Linked DNA regions of Xenopus laevis: region 1 is linked to region 2. The links are chromatin contacts, called in public Hi-C maps. All regions are on one chromosome and are shown on one strand. The core of a region is the stretch at or near the end of the contact, and the rest is flanking DNA. Distances in the headings are between cores, read along the strand shown.

Region 1 (5,372 bases), core at 1,513-4,012, 290 kb before region 2:
CAGTTGGTAGTCATTGTCAATAGGAGATTTTTATTTTACTGCTGATTAGTAAACCTGGGCCTGAGTGTTTCACCTGAAAGCAATTGCATCCCAGTGACAATAGGCAACACCTAAATATTTGTGATTTATTTTAGTTCAGGACGGTAAAAGGGGTTACATTGATTTACAAAAGCTGGACAATTAAAATGACCTGGAAATCTTTTTGCTTTTTGCTCTGGTCCTATTTTTATTCTATAACACTTATTTGCTCAATTACTGTTCATTATAACGTATTGGAAAGTGCTGTGCAACTTGCTGGTGCAATATAAATAGCTAATGATGAAGATGATGATTGTGCACAGGGCTGCAAGTGCAAAAAGAGGAAGAGAAGTGATGCTGCCCAGTCTGTGCGCTGTCCCTTCTGTGGTGCTGAACTAGCAAAATCCCTTGTGTGATTTATACTGTACCTGTGCTTGCTGCCGCTTAGTTCTATTAGGCCAGGGGATCAATTTGTTTGCAAGAAATGTAAGTATATTTATAATTACAGTTGTATATCTCATACACAGATTTACCCTTCAGACACTGTAACATATGCAACACTTCAGCTGATCGGCCTGGCAATAAGCAACAGTCCAGATAAATCTTTATAAGTTATATAAACATAATTTCCCAAGCATGAATTGTCAGTCTTTCAGACCCGCTCAGAGGAAATAGCTACTTCACTGTTCCCCAGCTCACGGTTACACTGGGAAGTCTGTAACTCTGTCTCTCAGATTGAGCTAGGAACATATGTTAGGCAGGATGACTGAATAAACACGACTTGCAGCAGGCAATGTGGACTCATCTCGAGCCTCTATCTACCCTGCACCATGTTGAGGCCATGAATACGGGTAATTAGAAACTGCTCTATGTGTATGTGTGCAATCTGAGTTAAGTACATTAGTCCAGATAACACACTTACAGGAAGTCTGTGTGGCTGCATGGGCTTTATTACAAAGCAATATACACTGGTTATATTATACATAGCTTTTTTAAAGGTACCAGTCTTGTGGTCTCATCAAAAAATCAGGGCTGGATACATAAACATTCAATATACATACAATACTGGAGTTAGACGGGGGAATGTAAAAACGGAAAAACTATTCGCAATGAGAAAAGTTATGCCTTTGCATGAACAGATTTTCCTTTGTGCAAATTTAATATAGCTTTTGCTAACCCGGAAACTGTTTATCAACTGATTCCTACAGTGAAAGACCGTTTGTGAACTTTATAGTTTGCGCCAAAGCACAGTAAATGTAATAAAACTTCTTCCTGAAAAAGTCGTTACATTTGCTCCAAAGGATAACGACACCTTCAAAAACTTCTCAAGAGTGTGTAATTAGAATTTGCAATGCAATAACAGTTTAAAGGGATACTATCATGGAAAAACATGTTTTTTCCAAAACACATCAGTTAATAGTGCTATTAATAGTGAATTATGCACTGAAATCCATTTCTCAAAAGAACAAACTGATTTTTTTATATTCAATTTTGAAATCTGACATGGGGCTAGACATTTTGCCAGTTTTCCAGCTGCCCCTGGTCATCTGACTTGTGCCTGCACTTTAGGATGGAACTACTTTCTGGCAGGCTGTTATTTCTCCTACTGTACTAAATGTAACTGAATCAGTCTCAGTGGGACTTGGATTTTACTATTGAGTGCTGTTCTTAGATCTTCCAGGGAGCTGTTATCTTGGGGTTTCATGGGGGTTCTCAAAGCATAGAGGGAGGCAGGGGTCCACAATTGCACGGGTGAGAACCTAGCCTCAGGTGGCACTCATGGAGTGATGGCTGTAGATTTTAAGCCTATGTAAATTTATAAATCAGTTTTCCTGTTGTTTAAGAGACATTTTGGCTGGATAAGGACTACTGGAACTGCGGTTTCAATGGTACATGTGAACCAAAAGTGCAGGGAATAGCAAAGGCACATAGTGATTCGGCATTAAATCATACAAAAATCACTGTAAGAAAAATAAAGTGGAAAGCTGCTGAGACTTACATTTTACTTCACTTTGTAAATTTCCATATTTGAGTGGACATCCCATTTAAAGGGACATTGTATAGATTACTTAAAGTGGCCAAATGAGGGTGGATCATGACTGGCGACTTTTTGGCAGATTCTTGGTCAAAGTATGGGGCCAATTGACATATGTAAATAAGTATCAGGAAGCTATAATTTGGCACAGTTGAGAATTCCAGTTGGGCAAGGATAATATTGGCCACTCAGATCTCTTAGAAAGTCTGATAGTAACTTGATATTAGTTACAGTGCCCTATACCTGAGCATAATGGCCATGCCAGTTGTGGATTTACTATCATGCAAAACAAAAAAGCACACTGCTTTCCTTCCAGATAACAAGGCCATTAGGGGGCTCTGATTCATTAGCATGTAGGAGTGATATTGACAGAGGCAGCAGTATGGCAGCTGATATATTCACTCAATGATGCAGGGCCATAAGAATAATTATAATAAAGTATATTTTGCTGCAAAGTACCCCCTGTTTATAAGTAAATCTTCTCTTTATACTATGTAGCAACCTCACAGTATGATCAGGTGAATTCGTTTTATTCTGGATAATAGAAATACCATGGAGAGAGAGGGTACAGATATAACCAAGCCCAATAAATCAGTGATATAATGGAAGCACCTCATATACAAAGTGAAGCACATGAGCCGGACACGCTTCAGTCTATTCGCGTATTAGCGCCTCTCGCGGCCGCTTCCTCCTCCTTATTGATTGGTTGTCTCAGCCTGTGAGTGTTTTATGACTGCACTGCTCTCTGGTTCCTCGTATTTACCAATTTGCCTCTTGTATTTATTGGTTTTAACAACATTTAGCGCCCAGCGGAGCAGACGTGCTTGTAAAAGTAAATCATTTACCCCGCCAAAAAAAAAAAAAAGCCCAGCGTTATAGTTTTATATGGGGGGAAATCTATTTTAGTTCAGCAGGTGCAATGTCAATCAATTAAATTAATTAAGATAATGCCACATGCCCTGGAGATTTCCATGGACTCTCCCCGCCCTGTACGTTTTAATAACGGACGATGCAGATTATTTATGGGCTGATTTAATACATGGTGCTAGTGATTCTGAATGGGACATCAGTGTATTGTGTCCAATCAGAATTAGTTAGTTAATCCCAGTAGATACAAACTCACACCGTATTATATGATTAGACATTTCTCCAAGATATTCCAGTGCATGTCCATGGGGTGATAGAATACAGTATTGCTGAATATAAGGGAGTTTGGGCTTCACTATTGAATTCCACTTGGGGTATCACCATTCTAGCCATTTGATATGATTGGACTTTAAATAGGTTAAAATAGATGTGCTTTAATTGAGCCTATAGAAGAAAGCAATTAAACGTCCAGGCTAGCAAAGGAGTTCACGTGGATTATACTTAATTAGTCCCTTCCCCATTGTCCAGCGATGTAGCTTTGCCTCAGGATTAGAGAAGGAGACAGGGCTGCAGCCCCATGTTAGCCTACAGGACTTTTATATGGATGAATAAATGACTGGGGCTTCCATAATCATCTGGACTCTAGGGATAAATAAATGGCAGGTTGCCTCCAGTAGTCAGTTGGGATTTGGGGAGGGGGGGCTTTTGGTTTAGAAAGGATTGTGGATGTGCTGGGTCGGTTGGGCTTAATACTTCAGTGTGTGAGTTGTGTGTGTGCCCCCTGGAGTTGTTCACCCAGCCAGAAAAGAGGCTTTTGTTTAGTGCGTGTGCGGCTCGCGTGCCTCTCTCTGGCCAGCAGTCAGGATGGAGAGGGTGACAGGGGCCTCATTGGGTAAGGGGGAAGGAGGGCAGGGGGGAGCTCCCATTCACTATAGAATGGCATAGCCCTGTCATGGAGAGGGCAAGCTCAATGCACTCACAGCCCATATGTATTAATTTGAGAAGCGCAGCTTTAGAATGAGTTTAGGATCCTATCCCTCCAACCAGAGATAAACCAACTTACAGCGTCCTCAGACACCAGGAAAAAAGCCTAAAGAACTCACAGCATCACTGCCCAAAATAAGCAATTGCAGTGAAGCTCAGCTCGGATTGAACCTGCTATTTCCCTAACCAGAACGCAACTGACTCTATGCATTTCACAACAAACCTGACACATCACTGGAAGTTTATGTCTTGGTACTATCCATCCACCTTTATTTTTGTTTGTGTATGCTTGTGCTGCCACATCTAACTTTCTACAGGTGGTTTATAGAGAAAACCTTATTTAGGTCATGTTGAAGATATAGCTAGATTTTATTGTACAGATAACTTGACTGGATGAACCTGTGCTTGGAGGAAATTCTTTATAAGAATCTATTTATTATTAAACCAGCTAATAGCCAGATATAAAACCACATTGACTGTTTTAATTCAATTACTCGTACGATTTTTTTAAAACTAACTTCACTATCCATGCCTAAAACAGCCGGCCAGAAGCGAACAGGTTAAAGGACTTAAAGCCAGGCTGCAGTAGCCTTTGCCCCAGACCTGGTGTTGCTAAGAGTCACTTTCATATCATCCCTCCTGCCTCTCGCTCAATATCCACTACCTGCCTCGTCCATCTGTCCCATCGCTCTAGCAGCTCCCTTGTGAGCAGTTTTCTGGGAAATGGACCGATGTCTGCTACATGTGTGAATGCTATCAGTTGTACATGATCAGCTCTCTCTGAGTTTCTATCATAGGAACATGGCTGCTGGGGATCATATTGAATCTTCTGTAACACACTCAATACTTTGTTTCCGAAGGCAGTGTCATTTGAAAGATGATAGGTGGTTATTATTATTATTAATAATAATAATAATAATAATAATAATAATAATAATAATAATAGCATTAATAATGCAGCCTTTACACTAATTCGTTAAAAGGGAATGCATTCATCATAAGGAGATAACCTGGGGACTAGAATATTACTATACTGCAGTGAACTGTAATCTTCCTATGAATGTATATTATAGCCTAATGCATGATAAGGTAGTCACACTTGCACAGGGATTCTTCTTGCCACTCTAATGCACTGGGAAAGGGCACATTTGTGTCTCCTAATCCCCATAAAGGGTTTAACTTTAAGTGCAGCTTAAATATGAGCTGAAATACTGCGTGGCAAATCAATAATAATAAGGGGAGCAGAAGAAGCTGGAAAAGGAAATTGTGTGCTCGCAATCTCAATCTTGCAAGACAAAGTAGAACACGAATATAAATACAGATCAACAATATGAAGTGCTATTAAATGTGACATTTAAAAAACTTGCATTCGACTGCAAGCTCTTTGATACAATCTGATACACTCTGTAACAGTTTCTTTCCCGTATTCCCCGTGTAAATTGTATCAGTGTGGATGCCTCAGTGATTA
Region 2 (4,872 bases), core at 1,729-4,228:
ATAGATAGATAGATAGATAGATAGATAGATATCCAAATACAATTTAAATACCTTTAAATAAACATAACATTAATTTTCTTAAAATTTTCTGCAGGTCAAAAAACAGCACCAGTGATTTTTCATTTACGCTATGCTGCCATCTAGTGATATCTAACTGTTATATATGTAATACAACATTTATTTATTTTTTTGTATTTATTTTTTATAGACAGCACCATTCACAGGTTTCTTTTCTTTAAAAGGCTTTTATTGAGACATTGGCTCTGACCCAAACAATCGGCAACGTTTCAGACCGCCATTGGCCTTTTATCAAGCTACCTCAGCAGCACCTGTGCACAGTTATTTACACAAAGTATCACAGTGACCCCTAATGGTGTGTTCTCACATTAACAACAACAAACAATGTATCACATATACCACATTGTATCTAATCCAATACATAATTTTAAATATAGATACTACTTTAGTGAAAAATCCTTTTTCCATAGTGTCCATATGTTTTCTTGTAACAAAACTTAGCTGTAAGCTCCAAGCACATTATATAAAATGCAAATAAGAAGGTGCTGGCCCCTTTTTTTATTTTCTCAGGCATTGCAAACTAGCATCTCCCACTGCAGATCACCGCCTACCCCAGTGTTACCTAACTCTAGCTGGCAAAGAAGGAACCGGTGTGGAAAGTGAATACAGTTTGAATCTCTTTGGGTATATCAGGTTCCCATGGGCTTCCTTCAGTGCCAGCCAGAGCAGTACTGGTTTCTCAAAAGATAAATCATTTTTCTGTGCCTGGGATTGAGACTGCTGCAGCTGAGTGTACCAGAGTGCTCTCTTTCACTGGGGACACTGACATAATTAGTGGCACAGATGCAAAAAAAGGAGGGCTATGGGAGCACTCCACGGCTAAGTAAAAATATATAAATACAATGGAAGTGCTTCTGATCTGGCCACCCCATATGGTGGCCCCTAACTGTTTACCTCCACTCATAGTATCCAAAGGCTGGCACCTCTGTACATGATAGCATTTCTTGGGATAAGTTTCTCCAGACCTTAGAATTGGTTACAGTCTTAGAGAAAGACTAGAGAGCCCAGACCAACAGCAATCTTTAAAGGTATAAGACTGCCATTTAAAGGGAGTGTGTGGGGTGCTTCATTCCAAGCCCTTTAAGATATACATGCATAAATCATGCAACGCTCACCCTATCAATGAGTGGGTCCGGGTGCAGCTGCCTATGAGTATGTGTGTGTTCACACGAAACGCGTTAGGAGGATTGCGTTAGGAAGATGTTTTAATCACACCTCTGTGATTGAAGATTGACCAATGCACTTTCCCTGGTCCCCTATTTCATAAGTAATCTAGTATCTATGCAAGTGCATGTATTTACAAAAACATGGGGTTTTAGTTATTAAGTTATGATCAGAAAACTTGGTAAGAAACTATACCATGTCAAGGTAAACCCCATATGGTGGTCCCTAACTATTTACCCCAGTCATATTTTTCAAAGGTTGGCACCTCCCTGCATGGTAGCATTTCTTGGTATAAGTATCTCCTGACCTGGGCATTGGTTTCTGAGGGCTTAGTCCTCCCCCGCTATAAGACAGAGATTGCCAAAACCACAGAATTAGTTCCACAGGCTTGATCTTCCCTACTTGCAGCTGTTGGAACAAAGGTTTTGCACCTGGGCTTTCACACAGTCCAGACAGGACACCCTATTGGGTGATCAGATTATTTTGTTGATCTAAGAAGACCCAATTGGATAATGTCTACAACATTGTGTTCTTGTACTACTGGCTGATTTTTGGCCAAGTAGTCAGATAAGAGCATTTCCCCTTCTTTTTCTGAATTAGTCCCTTTTATCTTTGCCAGAAGGCTAGTGTCAATCATCAAGCAGACCTTTCACCATACAAAAGCATGGGCAAACAATATGCTCGTCATAGCATTCCCTGCTTCAATCCGGGTCCCCCTTTCCATAGACTTGCAAAGGTACGTTTTGGAAAAAAACTACTGATACAGAAAAAGTATGAACCACCCCAGAAACATCTACTAGAAAAGTTGCAGCTATTTTCAGATAAAAAAAACTGTCATGTTGAATATGCAATTGGTGCCACATTTGCAAATAATTAAATTTAAGTGATTATTACATGGAAACACTTTTACATTATTTTAAATGATTGTGTTACTTGCCATTTAAAGGTTCTTATACAGACCAATGATATGATTAGATAGTACCCACGTGTCACTGAAATCTTATTGTTTAGTTAATCAGAACATTAATGGTACACAGGGGCGTAACTATAGAGGAAGCAGACCCTGCGGTTGCAGGGGGGCCCAGGAGTTTAGGGGGCCCAGTGAGACCCTAATTAATTAGCAATTTTAATATATCTTGGTAAAATAGGCCAACTTATAAATATTTTGGGGCCCTAAATTGAATTTGCTATGGGGCCCAGGAACAACTAGTTACGCCACTGATGGTACAGTTTTTCATAATTTCATGTGTGGAACTGTTCCATAGCGTTCAATGGAGTGGAGAAAATAATTTATGGAGACTTTTTCAAAGGAAAGTCTTTTTTATTTTCAAATATATCTATACATAGGAAAAGTTTTTGCAATGTAAAAAAAAAATGTTTTTATTTGCCATCCAGTTGTGCGAGAGAATTAACTGTGCAAAAATAAAATCACATTTTAGTTTGATTATCCTAAACTACATTAGCAGCTCGTATCTCCCTGATTATCTTGGCCTAAATCATCTTTATTGTATTAATATCAGATTTGTAGGTTTATGGCAAGAAGTGGGGATGAATAATTCTAGCAAGCAGGACTGGAACTAGAAGTAGGCAAAAGAGGCATGTGTTTAGGGTGCAATGCTGGGGGACATGGACACGTACCTCTTCTGTCTGCCCAGGGTCGGACTGGCCCGTCCCCTGCCCTCATGGGCCCCTGCCGGACCAGACCCCCTCTCCCAATTTCCTAGCCCTACAAAAAAAAAATTGCAGTGCCACGCAGCACGGTTCGCGCATATGCGCTGCGTCACAGTAGTGGGGAATCGGAAGCCCATCTCCAATTGGGTCCATTTTAAATGATTGCCTTAAAACTTGATGGTAACTAAACTGCATGAATCCATGTTGCTGGCAACAATCTTTGTGGACTTACAGTATTTGATGTTTAAATGTTATTTAGCAAAATTACAGAACAATATCTTATCCCCAGGTCCCAAGCTTTTTGGATCATAGATACCTGTATAGAATTCCACTCCAAAAGGACCATTTAATTGCAACAAATATGGTACAGCATCTTAGAAATAAGAACAGTCTTTAGAGCACATCATAAACAATTACTAATTAAATAAACAGAAATCATATTAAATATACATCATTTGTAATGGCAATATAAACCTTCCCTTAAAAATCCCTATAAGTGCAGAATCGGTCATATTGCTGTCATGAAACCATTCAGATTTTGCTTGATGACATTAAATACTAGTAAAGGGGTTAAAGGGGACCTGTCACCCTAAGAAATAATTTCAAATTCTTTTCTATCATGTTAGTTGAGCAAAATAAACTTTACTTACACTGTATTTATTATTTACATTTTGTTTCCTTCTGTCTTGGAATTATACAGCCACAGCAAGCAGGCAGCTGCCATTTTGTGGACACAGTTATTAAGGGAAATTGTGAATCACCCTAAAATCTTGTGTATGCACCAGAATGGGGGACCTGATGTCCATGTGCAGTGCCCTACACAATTATAGAGCCTGAGGAGGGAAGGGGGAATGTAAGGAGAGCAGTGAAATGTAGGAAGTGCTGAATGGAAAGTGAAAGTAATTGACTGCCCCTCCTCTATGCCACGGGCATAGAGGCGGGGCAGGTAATATTTGATTGACAGTTTAGATATTTAAACACCTTTATAACAGGCATGGATGTTTTAATGAAAAATTTTTTGGGGTTTCATATTTAATTTTCAAAGGACTTTCATTATGCAGTTTTTTTATGTGTAGGTGACAGGTCCACTTTAATTCTATTGGTGTATATATATATGTGATATTTCTATTTATAGGCTATGAGAACACCTAGTGATTGGTCCCTACAGTGGAGAGTACTATATGTGGACCCTTCAGCTGACCCTACTAAGATCATATCACAATTCATAGGATGCCTGTGAAAGGCAGTAAGGAGGTTGTTGCCAGCCTGCTAGCGAGACAATGGTTGACAAATAAAATTATAGTCGCCATTAACCATGGGGCAAATTTAGCAGTACAATATTCCAGAGAACCAGCCACAGAGCTGCTTTAATTGATCTACAGTAAGACTGAGGGTTGTGGCACTCCAAAGTATTTGTTATAATCCCCCCCCCCTTTTTTATGGGCTGCATAGACTCCTGTGTATGAAATCATTTGGATATTATCTGGCACATAAATATGTAGTAAGTGTCTCTCTGCATGGGAAAAGTACTGATCTAGAGCAATATGAATTATGAAAGCAAATGTCTAATTGGTCACTGAGAGTAATTGCTTTGAGTGAACCCGCATGGGGTTATTACAGCTGCAGCATGGAAGACATATCTTACAGCAATACAATGCTCTAGGCCTACATCTCTAATCATACCCTTATGTCTTATTTAATAGGCTGGAATTTAGGAATATCATTACTTAAACATATGTGAATTGATAACAGTGACTTGCACATGTGTTAGAATAAGCAGCCTGCCCCAGTTAAATCCACCATAAGCATCATCTTTATTTGCTTTTTATTTCATGATCACAATAGATTTATAATGATATTGTAATGTTGCTGAGCTCAGCGTGCACATGAAACGCTCCCCCCCTTTGCATACTTCTAATCCCAGCTGCTCCACATATAAACTACCTTTTTATAGCACCA

What was found. Hi-C and Micro-C count contacts between places; a contact is called where the count stands out from the background.
Region 1: a Hi-C map of animal cap shows a contact between it and region 2, with 8 times the contacts expected there. The contact joins two enhancer-like sites. A contact is called at or near these places in 2 of 4 Hi-C or Micro-C datasets (the XL177 cell line and animal cap).

The regions. Positions count from the first base shown.
Region 1 is chr9_10L:80,817,476-80,822,847 of Xenopus_laevis_v10.1, reverse strand. No RefSeq gene overlaps it. Among protein-coding and RNA genes, the nearest start is that of neurod1.L, 5.5 kb to the right of the region's middle. Within about 2 kb of position 2,762, at least 1 of the 7 cell types and tissues checked has an H3K27ac peak or open chromatin away from gene starts, as enhancers often do.
Region 2 is chr9_10L:80,526,212-80,531,083 of Xenopus_laevis_v10.1, reverse strand. No RefSeq gene overlaps it. Among protein-coding and RNA genes, the nearest start is that of ube2e3.L, 72 kb to the right of the region's middle. Within about 2 kb of position 2,978, at least 1 of the 7 cell types and tissues checked has an H3K27ac peak or open chromatin away from gene starts, as enhancers often do.